Linked DNA regions of Danio rerio: region 2 is linked to region 1. The links are chromatin contacts, called in public Hi-C maps. All regions are on one chromosome and are shown on one strand. The core of a region is the stretch at or near the end of the contact, and the rest is flanking DNA. Distances in the headings are between cores, read along the strand shown.

Region 1 (7,699 bases), core at 2,945-5,444:
ATGGTACATGAGTCATAACCAGACGAGTTATGTATATCTGAAAAGTACTACTGGATATAAGGGACTCTTGTTTTATTATTTTTGAAAATGTCTGGGACTGGGTATAAATGAAGTGTAAAGGTTTGCATTTTAGAAATGCATGTAATCTTATCTTTTACAGAACAGTTCTGTGTACCTTGATATAAATATATATTGTGTACTTTCTGGATGTTACAGTAACAGTGGAAGGGAAGCCCTGTTTAAGTCATCCTACATTCATTTTACACAAGGTGGTACATGCAATTCTTTATTTCTGCCTTCAGCCTGGGGGCACCAAAATGTGCATTCTTCATTTTGTCCAAACTGTGCCATTACTCATTTAGGTTTTATCACAAGCAACTGGATTTACTGTCTTTCTTTGAAAGCTTGACATGATTTGACTGAACTCTTCTTGGATAGGTTGCTCTTTATTGTTAGGGGGACCAAGCGATAAATGTGGATCGCAGAAGTATTCATTAAGAAGTTGTTTGACTACGCTTAAAGGTGAAAGAGCCAGTGTGAAGTGACTTGGACCCATTTCTCCCCTCCATGTTAAGAAAAATGTGAGCTTTTGATGCATTTAGCAGTTATATTATGTTTCTGACTGATTTTAGACCAGCACCTTACTTACATTTTGTAACAAGCCGCATTACTAAATTTCACATAGACGTTCTGTAAGGGAAGTTGTTTACCTAAAAAGGTTGTTCATTTCATTCGGCTGCACAGTTTGTGCTTTCACAATGAGGACAATTTTTATTGCTCTCAGAATTAGCCTGTCAGGTGGAGATAAACCTATATATTAGTTATTGGAAAAGGCAGTTAATGATCAGGGGACCCAGTTTTGCCAAGTCATTGCATGTTACCGTTCTGTCAGACAGTAATTATTATTGTATAACAATGCCTTTAATTCATATTGGTAATAAGTATACAAATGAGCCCAAGCTCACAGTTTGTATGTTTGTGGTTGATTCCCTGATAACATCTGTTTTTGTGTTTTGCCAAGTCTTATGTTCACCAGCAGTTTGATTGGCGTTTAATATGCTGTTTTCTCTTGTTTTTGTTTGTTTTAGACTGTGAAAATATGGTTGGGTGTATTAAATAAAGACACTCATATGTAACCTCTTTTTTATGGGACCAAACTAACATTTTAATGAAGCATCTCCATTCTTGCACTCTTCTCATGAAGACTTGACCCGAAACCTTTAGCATTAAACGTAGACTAATTAAATCAAGCTTGTATCACCATTAAATCAGATTAATTTCAGTCTCAATGACACCTGCTCCTTGAATGCACTTTTGTTATCATTTTTTGTTGTTGGTGGTGCAACATAAATCTGTAGTGTAATACAGTTTCAGTCTTGATTTAATTTGTCTGCAAAATGGATTGTTGTAAAAAGACCTTCATTAAGATTTGATATTTTTAATCTGAAAAGCTGTTAGTAAATCTAGTTTTTGGTTCTATTCCCTCAAACCTCCACTCATCTGCCCGAGGAGCCACCTAGCTGAACATCTTTCTGTAATACCAGGAAAGTATTATCATACAGTATATGTTGACTATGACTGATAGTATGTTCACATTTAGCCATGGCTCAAATATATTTGTGATAACAAATGGAGAATTTCAGTGTCACCTCTGAACATAAAATAAAACTTAGCCTGAAAAAAAAATAATAAACGAGTCACTTATTCCATTCTTTATGGCATTTAATTATTAGCTATTTCATGCTTTCTGATTTTTTATTTCCAGTAATGAATCCCTTTTCTTGCATTTTAGTGTAGTAAAATCCCAATTAACTAGCACAACTGTGTTCATAACTGTATTCAATAAGCCAGCATTTCTAATACAACTGCAGTTTTAGGTTTTTGGATGTATTTGATTATTTTCAGTTGCCAAAATACCATTGTGTGCCTCAAAATTATTGATTTTTCTTTTATGTCTAAATCTTTAGGATAGTATGCAACAACATTCTGTAAAGATACTTTATGATACGCATACTCTAAATACATCTAACCACATTTTTTGATTACTAATGTTCATTGCTAAGCACTTTATTTAAACAAATTTAAAGGCGTTTCTCTCTCAGTATTTAGATTTTTTTTTAACCGTCAGATTTGGTATTTTCAATAGTTGCATATCAGTATTTTGTACTGTCCAAACAAACTATACATGAACAGAAGGCTTAATTATTCAGCTTTCCCGTGATGTATAAATCTCAATATATACAAAATAAAATGACACTTATGGTCTGTTTTGTTCTACTGGGTAGCACAGTTGCACTAGAAATTATATATATATATAATATTTTCTTCTCAGAATTCCACTAAAAAGTTTAAATGAAATATTTTGTAACATTATAGGTCTAATTAATATCACGTTTAATCTATTTATAACATCCAAATAAAATTATACTTCAAACAAGGTTTTACTGACCCTCAGCTTTAGAACTACAACACGGAAGCCAACTTGTGAAGAAGTCTTGTGTAATTTAGCTCATATGAAACCCTATGTCAACGATAATTTTATCAACTAGCACACAAACTAACTGATACTGCACTTAAAATGTGTATCATTTTATTAAATAATTTATATCAAAACGATGAAACACCAATACAATAATACATGAGTCAGTTATTTTATAAATCTTGGATCCGGGACCCAAATTGCAGACAAACACACGGTGAAGAATCAGTCAGAGAGGATAAGAGAAGCTTCTGATCTAAGTGCCGACATTTGGGGTGTTTTCATGCAAACTCTGCAGGGCGAGATCTGACCACTTCATCTCTTGCTCTTTGACGGACTCTGTCGACCCACCATTGTCCTGCTCAGCTTCAGGAAGTTCACTCTGTCAGGAGAAAAAAACAAAATTGTCCAATGGGCTTCTACGCAATTTAAACACAGTAACGTTAAAGATATGCTCAAATAGTTTAGGGATTCTTGTGTGGAAATGTAACGTAAATGATGACAAACTATTTTTAAAACTGTATTTGATGTGCATAACGTTATCTCACTGTACACTGCCTTTCATTTATGTTCATTTTACCTTGGGCGTGCGCAAATCGAACTGCACACATCAAAACTCTACATTTATACTATTTCTTACCAGTGGGATCGTCACATCCTCGTATGGCAGTCTGTCCTCTCTCCAGGCATCATCTGTTAGATCAAGAACTCGTCCGTCTCTCTGCACTTCACTGTCCATGATTCGCTTACACGGCAACACACAGTCGACAGATCAAACGACGCAGAAACGCTGTACAGTAAGTTATGTTATGTTTGTTATTACGAAAGCTCCAAAATCATCTGTGTAAGTTCATACAAACCTGTGTAGTCTAGTTCCCAGCGCTGCCGTTTGTTGTTATGTCGCTTTCTGATGACGACATATCCTATGCATCAGACCTTTTCTGGCATATAAATATCTGGACAACTGTATACTTATTATATTTCTATGTTGTCAGCTATTTTTCGCATTAAACATAGTCGCATTAAATATGGCAAAGCAATGACAATGCACGTTTTTATTAATAATTTGTAAATATAATTTTTTTCTTTTTTTGGAAATATGTTCACTAACGTATAAACGAGAGAATCGTTTATATGTTTTCAGTCAAAAGATGCTTATTAATTACAGATTTGTGTACTTTAAATGCATATTTGAAATATATATTTGAGCAGATGAAAATCGATGCACTTTATAATGTGTGTGTGTGTGTGTATATATATATACACACATAAATATACTAATATATAGTATACTAATAAATATACTAATACACATATATTGTAACCATTGTAAAGACATGTAACGTTATACATGCTATACATTCAAACAATATCACCGTTTTGTAAATGTGTAAAACATATTTACAAGTATTTTTCTTCAGTATACAGAATGCATGTAAAAGCCATGCGCGGAGGTCGGGCAAGTAAAAACGACAATTACGTCAAGACGTCAAAAAATCGCCGAATCGTTACAAGCGGTTGAGTCGAGCTGTTCGAAACAACCGATACACGAAGGGTAGATGTACTAACCGCTCAACTAACGCCATGACCAGATCTCGAATCTGACCAATGAGCTGTGAGCAATCGAGCTCGCGCTGTAAGGAAGTGAGCCGCTATTGGCTGCATTCGACTGTGCTACTGCAGTGACAACAGAGGGTCAGAGGGTTTTTACTTCAGCTGTTTTTCCTCGCTGTTGTGTCTTCAAAAGCACCTTTACAGGTAAGCTGACTGTTACCTGCAATTACAGTATTAGCTTTGACTATTTGTAATCAGAAATCACAGGCTGTGCATTCTTTCTTGATCCTCTTTTGTTTATATTGTCTTAAAAGTACAAAGTTACAGTTTACAATGCTGGGGAAGGTGCAATTGCATGTACCTAAGTTAGTATTCTCCGTGTTTTTCTTTACCAGTATTTTGCTTAGATTATTACAGTACTGTTCACATGATTTTCTCTTCACTCACATTTTATGTCAAGACATTATTTTATCCACATGTCAGTTTTGAGACTTTTTTGTATTTTGTCATGCAGTGTTATTTGTTCAGTTAACAGTTAAAGAAAACATCCAAAATATTTTTGCCGTTTGTCCTTTGTCACACTTTATTTATTTGTGCCTGTAAATTTAATCTTCAATACATATTTGTAAAGACTTTTCTCAAAGGGATTTTTTTCTTGTATTCAGCTAAATATCTCCACTTCAGCAGCACTTATAATATATAGACCTTTACAGTTCTGTCTGTACTCTAAAGAAGTTTTAAAGAGTGACAGGTTAAGCAGATTACCAGATAATTTACCAGATTCCAAACATTTTATTGTACAAAAAACGTAAAAAGTATTTTATGGCATTTTGCAGTGTTTTCTGAAATATGGAGCGATAAAAAGAGATCTTCAAATCCCTCCGTAAAAATATGTAAAAAATGTAACATCTTTTGAAGCTCTCTTCTTTTAATGTTCATATTTTTGTAATAGAAGTGTATGCATATTTAATTACAAATATTTTTTATTCATACCTTAATCAGTCAAGTGGAAAAGTATGGTGATAATTATTACTGGCTGCTTTTTTTTAACTCTATTCATTCACCTGCCGTGTCCTGCCTCAGTAATACTTCTGTTCTATCTGTCCTCTTAGGGTGAAAGATGGACCTTGTGCTGAACGTTGCAGATCATTACTTCTTTACTCCATATGTATATCCATCATCATGGCCAGAAGACAATCCTCTGCGCCAAATCATCGGTCTGATGGTGGTCACCAACCTGGGTGCTGCAATTTTATACCTGGGCCTGGGTGCTTTGAGCTACTTTTTTGTTTTCGACCACAAATTAAAAGACCACCCTCAATTTTTGGAGGTTTGTTAGCAGTATAGTTTAGAATCAGGAGTAAAGTGATTATATTATATAATATATTATTTATATTGTTGTTTTTATTAACAGAATCAGGTGCAACGTGAAATAAAGTATGCTTTGTGGTCTCTGCCCTGGATCAGCATACCCACAGTAGCACTGTTCTTCGCAGAGGTCAGAGGATACAGCAAGCTCTATGACAGAGTCGATGATTCTCCTCTTGGTAAGAGATTAGGACTGTGTTCATGAACACTTATCAAAGTTTGTGCTTAGAAAGGATAACTTGAAGGAACCGCTTGCTTTATAAAGGAAGTCATAGTTATTATTTTACATGTTTGGTTCTTTTATAAAGAGAAAGCTGTCTAGAAACCAATAACTTTAATATTAAAACAAAACTGGACGCATTAAAAATGATTGAATGTGAAATGCCTAATATTAGAAAATGCCAGTCTATCAGATGTGCTCTGGATAAATGTGTTACTGTGGGCACACCAATCTCATCCTATTTGTGCTTTTTTTTTGTTCCAGGTTGGTCAGGGCTGATTTTCAGCATGGTCTCTTTCCTGTTTTTCACTGACATGTGCATTTACTGGATTCACAGGTTCCTTCACCACAAGTTGATATATAAGGTATGTGTTATTTATGTCAATGCAGTGCAGTTCAAATATAAGTAAAGACAATGCCTGCATTATTCCTGACATGCTTTTTCAAAATGTTTACAGAATGAATGCAATATAATTTGAAGTTTTAAACCTTTAGACCAACCATTTATCTGAAATTTGTGCAAGCACATAAATTAAAGGTGCATAGGAATCTTTGAACAGTGCTAAAATCTAAAAAAAAAAAAATTAAATTGCATGAATAATAAAACAAAAAGAAACTTCTTACACAATGAGTACATATTAAAAGAAAAGACTAAAATAAACTATAATATATAAATTATTTTATTGTAGTAAATTTTGTAATGTTTTATTTTAAAACTGCAGTTCTTTATTGTTACTTATTTGCTACTATAAAAATATTTTTTGCATTATACTTTTAAATGAATCATTCTTCAATTTAGTTATTTTAGTGCTCCTGGCATTTTATAAGTTGAGTGTTAGGTTTAGTCATTTTAATACCTCAACTTAATATAACAATTTAAGTTCAAACCCAAGTAGTGAATGCTTTTGAATTCACTAGTATTCACTTGATTAATTTGGTAAAATTGTGTGTTTTCTATATATAATAAAATAATTTATTTTTTTATACAAATTTAGCATCCATACAATACGTACATACAGTAATAAAAGTCTTCAACTTGCCTGACTCAAAATACAATCTGCGTGTTAAGTGTGACGTCACACATAGCGGCTTCAGGGTCCGAGTGCTCTATCAAACTGTATGGGGAGACTCAACAAATGGTAATAATAAACGTTTACAAAGCACTGTAATACTTTTGAAAATCCCAATCCCAATATATATAGATCCATGGCTACTATCTGTTGGCCAGAAAGTGATACACTTTTTATAAATTGTTCAAATATTGGTATCTGTAATGCAGCAAGACTGTTGTGTTCACCATAATTTAATGGAAAATTCACTTTGATGTGTGATATGACTAAAAAGTGATCATCATAAAAGAATACTTTCTCAATTTAAATGTGCAGTGGTTTGGATCAGGAAACAGTATTCAAGACTTCATGATTTAACAAGCAGAAATGCTTTCATTTACCAATAAAATTCTTCTTCGCTCTGTACTGTGTAAAAGCTGTTCTTCAATATTTCAATAGATAAAATATCATTTAAATTATATCTAAAAGTAGTATATAATAAAGTTTATATATATATATATATATATATATATATATATATATATATATATATATATATATATATATATATATATATATATTTAATATAATAATATTTAGTTTAACATGTTTGTTTTTCTTTCCAGTATTTCCACAAACCACATCACGTTTGGAAGATTCCCACACCATTCGCCAGCCATGCTTTCCACCCTGTGGACGGATTTCTTCAAGGCCTGCCGTACCACATCTACCCCTTCTTCTTCCCTCTGCACAAGGTTCTGTACTTAATCCTGTACGTGTTTGTCAACATATGGACCATCTCCATCCACGATGGGGACTATCGTGTACCCAACATGATGGAGGAGATCATCAATGGCTCCGCTCACCACACTGACCACCACCTCTTCTTTGACTACAACTACGGCCAGTACTTCACCCTGTGGGACCGTATTGGAGGATCCTACCGCTACCCTTCAGCCTTGATGGGCAAAGGGCCACACGACCAAATTAAAAAACTGATGGCAGAAGGGAAACTGATCACAAACAGCT
Region 2 (7,562 bases), core at 1,884-4,383, 70 kb before region 1:
TACTAATATTTTCTCCAAAAATGTACAGGAAACATGTCTAACCTATCACCATCAGTTTGCAGAAAGGGATGTTTGTGTTATGAAGCATATGACTTGTTGTATAATAAATGACTCATGAACCATATGACTAGTGTCCCTTGAGAAAAAGGGTGGGAACCACTGACTTAGAGGAGCTTGACAGCTTAGGTCATCACTGTACTTTCAGTCTGAGGCAGTAATAGAACTCCAGACTCTGAACAAGATTAGAAAGCATTCACAGAACACACATTCAAACCTTAAAAAACACTGCACACAGAACCAGAAATAAAAGCACTATTTTTGACTTGACTTCATCTGAAGACATGATGCTCATGATGTTAGACATAAAAAAAAAGAAAGAAACCCGATGCATTGATGCTTTTGTATGTAATGCCGAGAGTACCAGTTCCTGCTGGTGATATTTATCGTTTGAAGAAGGAAAGAAAACTTTACTTATCTGCACTTCAGACTAGATGAATAGATTCAGCTTCTTCACAGTGCCTTTCAGAATTGCTGTTCCCTTTCACATATTTTACATTTCTCATTATAAACTGTATCAAGGCTCTGTGAAAGCCTAAAAGGATTGGTGGGAATGCTGAATAGCGCCTTGTTGTGTTGGGACAGGAGGTGGGGTGGTGCGACAGTGTCGGAGATCCCTGTGCCTCTGTGTTTGGGATTAAGGGTATAATGGAGCGCTCAGAGAATGAGAAAATAGATTGGCATGGTGTCGAGGGCCAGACAATTGGGAGGGAATGAAGCAGTGGTTTCTTCAGGAGGCCTGCACGGTGAATAGTAATCCTGCTTTTGGAAGGAATTGCCCTGGGAAAGCCGAAATATGAGACAGCTATTTCACATTCACGCAGTGGAGCGTTGACATTTCAGTGTTACTGTTTATAGATGATTGTATAAAGCGTTATGTAGATGCGCAGCAGGTTGTAGCTCACAATGGCGTCCAGTAGAGGGCAGCAGCTTCTTTTTTTCCCCACCCGTGCAGCATGGTACCATGGCGACAATGAAGAACATCAATAATTCTCTTTACACTGCTGCATAATCATGGTTTATGCACAAAACACAACTAAATCCGGAAAAGTCCTTTACTGCCTTGAACGAGCGAGCTTGTGGTTGCACGACAGCTGCTAGAACGGATACATCAGCCATGTTTGCTGTGTTCCTACCAGAGCCCTGCTTGTCATCCTTGCGCTGGTGATTTATGAATGGTTTGTAATTACAGGCAGATCACTAACTGATACTCCCAAAAGAGCAGCAAAAATGACTGGGTTTCCTCTGCTTTTAGAAATGACTACAGAAAAACACAAAATTTTTGCTGAATGCATTACTGTGGACTTAATTTTATCTTAAGAATGCACAATTTATTATTTGTTTGTATGTGGTGATGTTAAAATCTCACCTAGGCTGGATTTATTTGGTCAAGAATGTTCTAAAAAAAGTGACATTTTCTAATATAATTGCAATTTCCAGTCACCATTTACAATTTTGTCATAAAATGGAATTATCTGTATGGTGGAATGTCACTGATACAACAAATTATTGTTTAATAAATCAAAAGGAACACAGTGTGCTAGGGCTGGACGATATTGCAAAATAAATAAATAAATAAAATATCACGATATCATGGTTCATATCATTCGATATAAATAATTATTGAATATTTTTTTAACAATCCATTGACGAATATTAGGATTTTTGTTTATTTATTTAACAACTTTATTATAATTTACCAACATTACTAAGGCAAATAGTTTAAATAGTCAAAAACAAAAATATATTTACTAAGGCAAATGGTTTTAATAGTCAAGAAAAAAAATATTGTAGTCAAAAATTGTAATATATTTACTAAGACAAGTTTTAATAGTCAAAAGCAAAAATATTAAAGTCAAAAACAAAATATATTTACTAAGGCAAATAGTTTTAATAGTCAAAAACAGAAAATATATTTACTAAGGCAAATAGTTTTAATAGTCAAAAACAGAAATATTATAGACAAAAATCTAAATATATTTACTAAGGCAAATAGTTTTAATAGTCAAAAACAAAAATATTATAGTCAAAATATCGACAAAACTTGGCAATGGTGTTCGGCCAATAAATATCAATACAGATTTTATGCCAAGCCCTAACTAGGGCTGCACAATATATCATTTTAACATCAATACCGTAATGTGATCATTCACAACAGTCACCTTGCAAGTAAACGCAATGTTGAGTCTGGATTATAATTGATCATTTCCACGTGTTTTTGAGGTCTTTGTCTGTATGAGGATTTTATTTTAGCATTCAGGTATAATAAATTGTACTGCGTGTAACTTTAATATCGATGGAAAGTTTAAATTATTTACACAACGAAAACTATAGGGCGTTATTTTACATTTGATTATTCAATTGCTGTATACTGTGGAAAAAAATAAAACGCTGTTTATATCAGTTGTAACTTTTCCTTTATTGTATTTATGTATGTTTTTATCCATCCAATCCTAATCTAACCTAATATTGTTAATTCTTTCTAAATGGAGACAGTCAAGTCATCTGGTGAAATTGGATTCTTATCGCAATATATGGTGCAGAAAAGCAAGATATTGCAATGTTCCATTTTTTTCAATATTGTGCAGCCCTACTGTGTACATCTATTCAGGTTATAAAATTTCTAGTTTTTATCAGCGTTGGTCAGATTATTATTTTTTTATCTCAGTGAAGTCTCTTAATTTTTCAGTTTGTACTATTTTTGATGTGGTGGCCTGTTTAGCTGTACCGCTGAAGCTTCATTTTCCACAGTGCTTACATTGAGCAATAATTGCTCACGTGGCTTTGACACTTTTTGCCTGTAGTGTCATTCATTGATTTCATTTCTGTTGCACTGTTGTAAATTGGTCATGTGACATTGCTTTTAGCAATATGTGGTTTAGATTTTCCTAAATTTCCTTTGTGTTCGTGTGTGTACTGTATCTGTGTTGTTTCCTGCACGACTTGTGTTGCATGACATTTAACTATTGTGGTTTGAACCTCCGGAGGTGACTTTGCTTTTGACGTCTTAATTGTGTTGTTGGATACGGTGGCCAATTGTCTGTTGGTTCATGCTTGCACACAATGGAGGGCTTGTCTGCTGAAGCCTTTCATGACTGTTGCTCAGCTCTGTGCCACAGCCGTGTGGTAACTGGCACCGTCCACTTACCAAAGCCAGACAAAAGCACCACTTGGGTTTAATTACAGATATGTCTTAAGTTCAACGGCTGCTGAAAAAGCACAGCTCTGAAATCTGTGTATAGACAACACGTGTATGTACTGCTAATGTTTTGAGAGAATAGTTTCCAAAAGCACCCCTCCCTGCTGGTCAACGTGCGCGGGCAGTGGCCGTGTTTTTAGTGTGCCAATGTCCCTTCCCCCATTTTCTGCTCCAGGCTCATATAGCTACTCGGTATACTTTGTGGATATATGACCCCTCGACCTAGAGCTTTCGTTGGGTCAGCCTGTGCCAGGAAATGTGCTCAATGCCCAGCATTCGGCACGGTCTATCATGCTGCCCTTTATAATGTGAGCTTGCTTGTCCCAAATTGGTTTCACTGGCTCCTGATTTAGAATATTAAAGTATTTTACAGGTACGTGCAGCATGACATTGTTGGATTTCTTATAGCTGGGACTGCATTATTATCTATATTGCCCATCATCTGATGTTGTTTATATAAGGGTAATGGGTATGCATTTGTGCATGGCTATCAGTGCATTTCACAGGTATTAAATATACCCACTGTGGTAACCGGATTGAAACACACATAAATTATACATATTATACATAAAAAAAACTACATGCAACAAACAAAACAACTATATTTTGATTTATTTTGACATTTTATACACCTTTTCTTTCAATGGGTTATAGTTAATAAAAAAGGCTTTTGAGAAATTCACTATGGCTCTTACTTGTATGCTACTTAGGAGCCATGTGCACCCACTGACAGGTAAAGGCTGCTCTCTTTCACTAAAGTTGCTTTATTGACATGACATATGGTACAGTATTGCCAAAGCATTTTAGATATGTAGAAACTATGCAATATACTAGGATAAATTAATAAAATATACAGCAAATGAGAAATAAATAAAAAAAAATTATTATTTAAATAAGGTAAATTAGTTGATTAGCCATTTCTAATTGTGTACAAATATTTTGCAGCCAGTGTGTTGTTCTTTCCGAGTATATAGTAAAGTTTAGTTATTTATTAATTGATTAATCATTTAATGTTTCTCTCGCGTCTGTGCGCACGCAGTCAGTGTGAGTGTTGGTGGTTCTCGCACACAGAACCAGCAGTAGGAAACGTGCAGAGTGAGAGAACATTTTTCCACTGGTTAATCATTAGCAATTGTTTGGCTTTTTTGTGCAAATACAAAAAAAAAAAAAGATGATTATAACTGTATTATTCATGTGTCACCACCAAATATATTTCGGCAGCCGTTAATATACCTGGATGGCCTTCCCAATTAAAGTCTATGTGTGGGAAACACTGACTAATTCTCAATTTCATTTGATTCAGATTATAAAATCTGCATTTTAAAATTTATAAAATCTGTTTTGTTGACAAAGTGTTGCTCATCATGTGAAGCATGTCTGCCGTATAATAACTATAAATATATAATAAGCTTTCTTTAATTCAACAGTAAGGAAACTTATATTTTGTTTTATTATGAATTAAAAGAATGAATATCTTTTTGGTTGTCTTTAAGACATTCTGACAAATCGGCACACATATACCAATTTATTGAATTTTTTTTTTGCTGTTTGTAAAATATATATGTTGACGTTACTAAAATATATAAGCTTGTAGGGATGTGGAAATAACACCGTCAATACAATAGTTAAGATTTACTACAATAAAGTCATTCAATGTCTAATTTAAATTCAATCCCTTATTTTGCTGAGAAAGCAAAAGTTATCATTTTAATACAGTTATCCATAGATCACACTTTAAAAGTATTATTTAAAAAAAGTGATTTTGGTTTTTGGCCCAGAAATATTATTTGAGCACATAACTGATTTTGATGCTGTGATGCTGATATAGCCAGCATTGTAAAATATTTATTTTAGCTTTTTATTTATTAATGCAAAACATTTTATCTATGCAAAAATTTTAATATGTTAGTAAATCTGTTATCATTAAATGGGGTATGTGCACACAGACTTTAAGTTTCTGTCAGCCAGCCTCAGGGCTTCCGGTAAATTGTCATCCCATACAAAATTGCTTTTTTAAAGATCTGATTTTTATAAAAAACTGCATTTATCACTACCTGGCTAAGATGCGATATAAAGTGGGTATCAGACCAAACAAGAAGCACTGCATTAAATACTATTTTTGTGCACCATGTCTTTAAAATATGGAAATTAATTTTACATCAGTATTTTCAATGGAGTTGTTACTCTAGCCTGCTATTGACGGTGCCTGTGTTTAAACAGTCTTTTGTCTCTTTTTACGCTTTAACAACCAAATGGATACTTAAGTCTATTTAACCGATTATATTTGAATTGCATTACAACATTAATGCTGTAAAAGGAACCTTATGAAATCAAAAATATTCACATAGTTCATCATTGGCTGAAAAATATATTCATATAGCCTATTTTTAGTAATTATCAGTCATAATTTGAATATTGTGGATTTCTGCTTTTTAGGGTTAAAACCACTCTATCCTGAAAGAAACCTGGTCATACTAATTAGGTTAACTGTCCAAACTGTGCAAGTCTGTCAGTTAGAAACCAAGATGGTCTTAAAAGTCCAACTTGGGGGTGTGTTTCCCAAACAATGTTCTTTTTGGGAAAAGACTGATGTAATGATGAGTGTTTCCCAAAACCATAGCTGCTTTGTCACCCATCCATTGTTTGAACCACATTAGTTATAATGTAAAATGTTCATAATGACGCTTTAAACGGGTGGGAGTAACTACTTTAGAGAAAAACCCCATAATTATTTGTGCAAATTATATTGTTTTACACACACATGCATTTAAAAAAAGTTCAAAAAAGTCTTGATTAAAAACATGCACTCGTTTTCCATATTAAGTAAAATATATGTAATCCGCACATATAGGGCTTTTGTTTCCTATAGGTTACAAATATCATTGAGAATATGCCATATTCTATCTAAAACATAAAATCACTTTGTAACACGTATTCTAATCCCATATTTAAATCATACAAATTGTTAATGGCTGTAATTTACTGTCGGCTATTTATTAAGAAATGAAAAAATCCTACTTAATAATAATAATAATAATTATTATTATTTTATTAATATTAAGTAGGATCTTGTTTATTTATTACAATTTTACACATTCAAGTCACTGCAGAAATGTTCTAACCAACAGACCCATGTCATAGGCCTACAGTACAGATACATTTCTTAATCAATAACCAACTATAAATTAAAACCATTAACGTATGCTGTATATTTGTTTTTACAAGGTTTGGAGACGTAAAGTAAATTCTGTTTTTAAATAATAGGTCACCTATGGCTTTCATCATGAGCCACGGCTGCGTTCAAAATGGCATAAATGTTTTCAAAGTGGGCTGTGACGGAGCGCAATTCTAAGCATAAAGATCGCCAACACTGACCTGTACAAATAGTTTGAAACCAAATTACACCTAAGAGAGATGACTTTATTGTTTTTTTTTAATCATTCCAAATTTAAATCTCGGAAAGTTCTAAATGAATAGGGCATAGGGCGATAACTGGAAATTGAACACAACCAGGAACTATGCTTCTAACTACAGCTTAAGAGGTGTAGTTGCAAGCGTACAAGTTTGCGACACAGTTTGCAAATGTTCGTTGAAACTATGGATTAAGGAAACACCAAATCAACAAACTATGTTTGTAATACCACAACTTGCAGAAATGCACACCTGGCTGGTAAACCAGTGGATCAACCAGATAAAAAACTTCACACATGGCATGTAAAACCAACCAGCTAATAATAAAAAAAAACTTTTCTTTCATTTTAAATGTTATCACCAGGATCCATCAATCATGTTGTACTTTTCAAATATGTGGTCTCAACCCCATCTCAAGCTATTTGAGTTACCATCCATTCCACAGCCTATTATTATGTACCCTCTGTGTCTCTAGCAATCCATCTTCAAATATTTTAGTTGTTTATATTGCCTGTGGAGAAAGTCAAATGCTCTTACCCCTCAGCTGGCCCACATGACACATTTATTCCTGAGCTATTAGGCAGCCTGGAGCAGAGAGAGAGCAAGCCTTTAACCCACAGGTCAAATGGGCCAGTATGGCTCCTGTCACTGTTCAGCCATCACATTGACACAGGCACTTGAACATGCCCTCCATGTAAATCTGAAGTGGAGTCACGTAGTGCAACCGCAAGTCCAGAGCACGACACTCTTTATCAAATCAGCTAGTTTAATAAGGAGTGGGTGGTAGTTGTGTTTGCCACTAAAGGGCTTTTGAATGAACGGAATACTAAAACAAAGACACTTTCTCTTTCCTTTCCTTTGCCCCTTTGTTCTCTTTCTTACACACTCTCTCCTT

What was found. Hi-C and Micro-C count contacts between places; a contact is called where the count stands out from the background.
Region 2: a contact with region 1 is called in a Hi-C map of embryo, with 1.8 times the contacts expected there. The contact joins the enhancer-like site here to the promoter of sc5d in region 1. A contact is called at or near these places in 4 of 18 Hi-C or Micro-C datasets (caudal fin, embryo and hematopoietic stem cells) and 1 of 4 datasets of contacts at active chromatin or transcription factors (caudal fin).

What each region holds. Positions count from the first base shown.
Region 1 is chr21:25,979,194-25,986,892 of GRCz12tu, reverse strand. sc5d (sterol-C5-desaturase) reads left to right here and starts at 4,194. Exons shown (of 5, transcript NM_001004630.1): 1 at 4,194-4,237; 2 at 5,146-5,363; 3 at 5,448-5,580; 4 at 5,886-5,986; 5 at 7,297-7,699. The coding sequence starts at 5,154. It overlaps anapc13 (anaphase promoting complex subunit 13), which reads right to left and starts at 3,395. Exons shown (of 3, transcript NM_001302786.1): 1 at 3,340-3,395; 2 at 3,120-3,224; 3 at 2,574-2,861. The coding sequence starts at 3,218. The coding sequence ends at 2,736. arhgap32b (Rho GTPase activating protein 32b) reads left to right here. Exons shown (of 23, transcript XR_012396796.1): 23 at 1-1,136.
Region 2 is chr21:26,047,917-26,055,478 of GRCz12tu, reverse strand. All of the region lies in intron 5 of arhgap32b (Rho GTPase activating protein 32b), which reads left to right. Among named protein-coding and RNA genes, the nearest start is that of anapc13, 68 kb to the right of the region's middle. Within about 2 kb of position 3,133, at least 11 of the 62 cell types and tissues checked have an H3K27ac peak or open chromatin away from gene starts, as enhancers often do.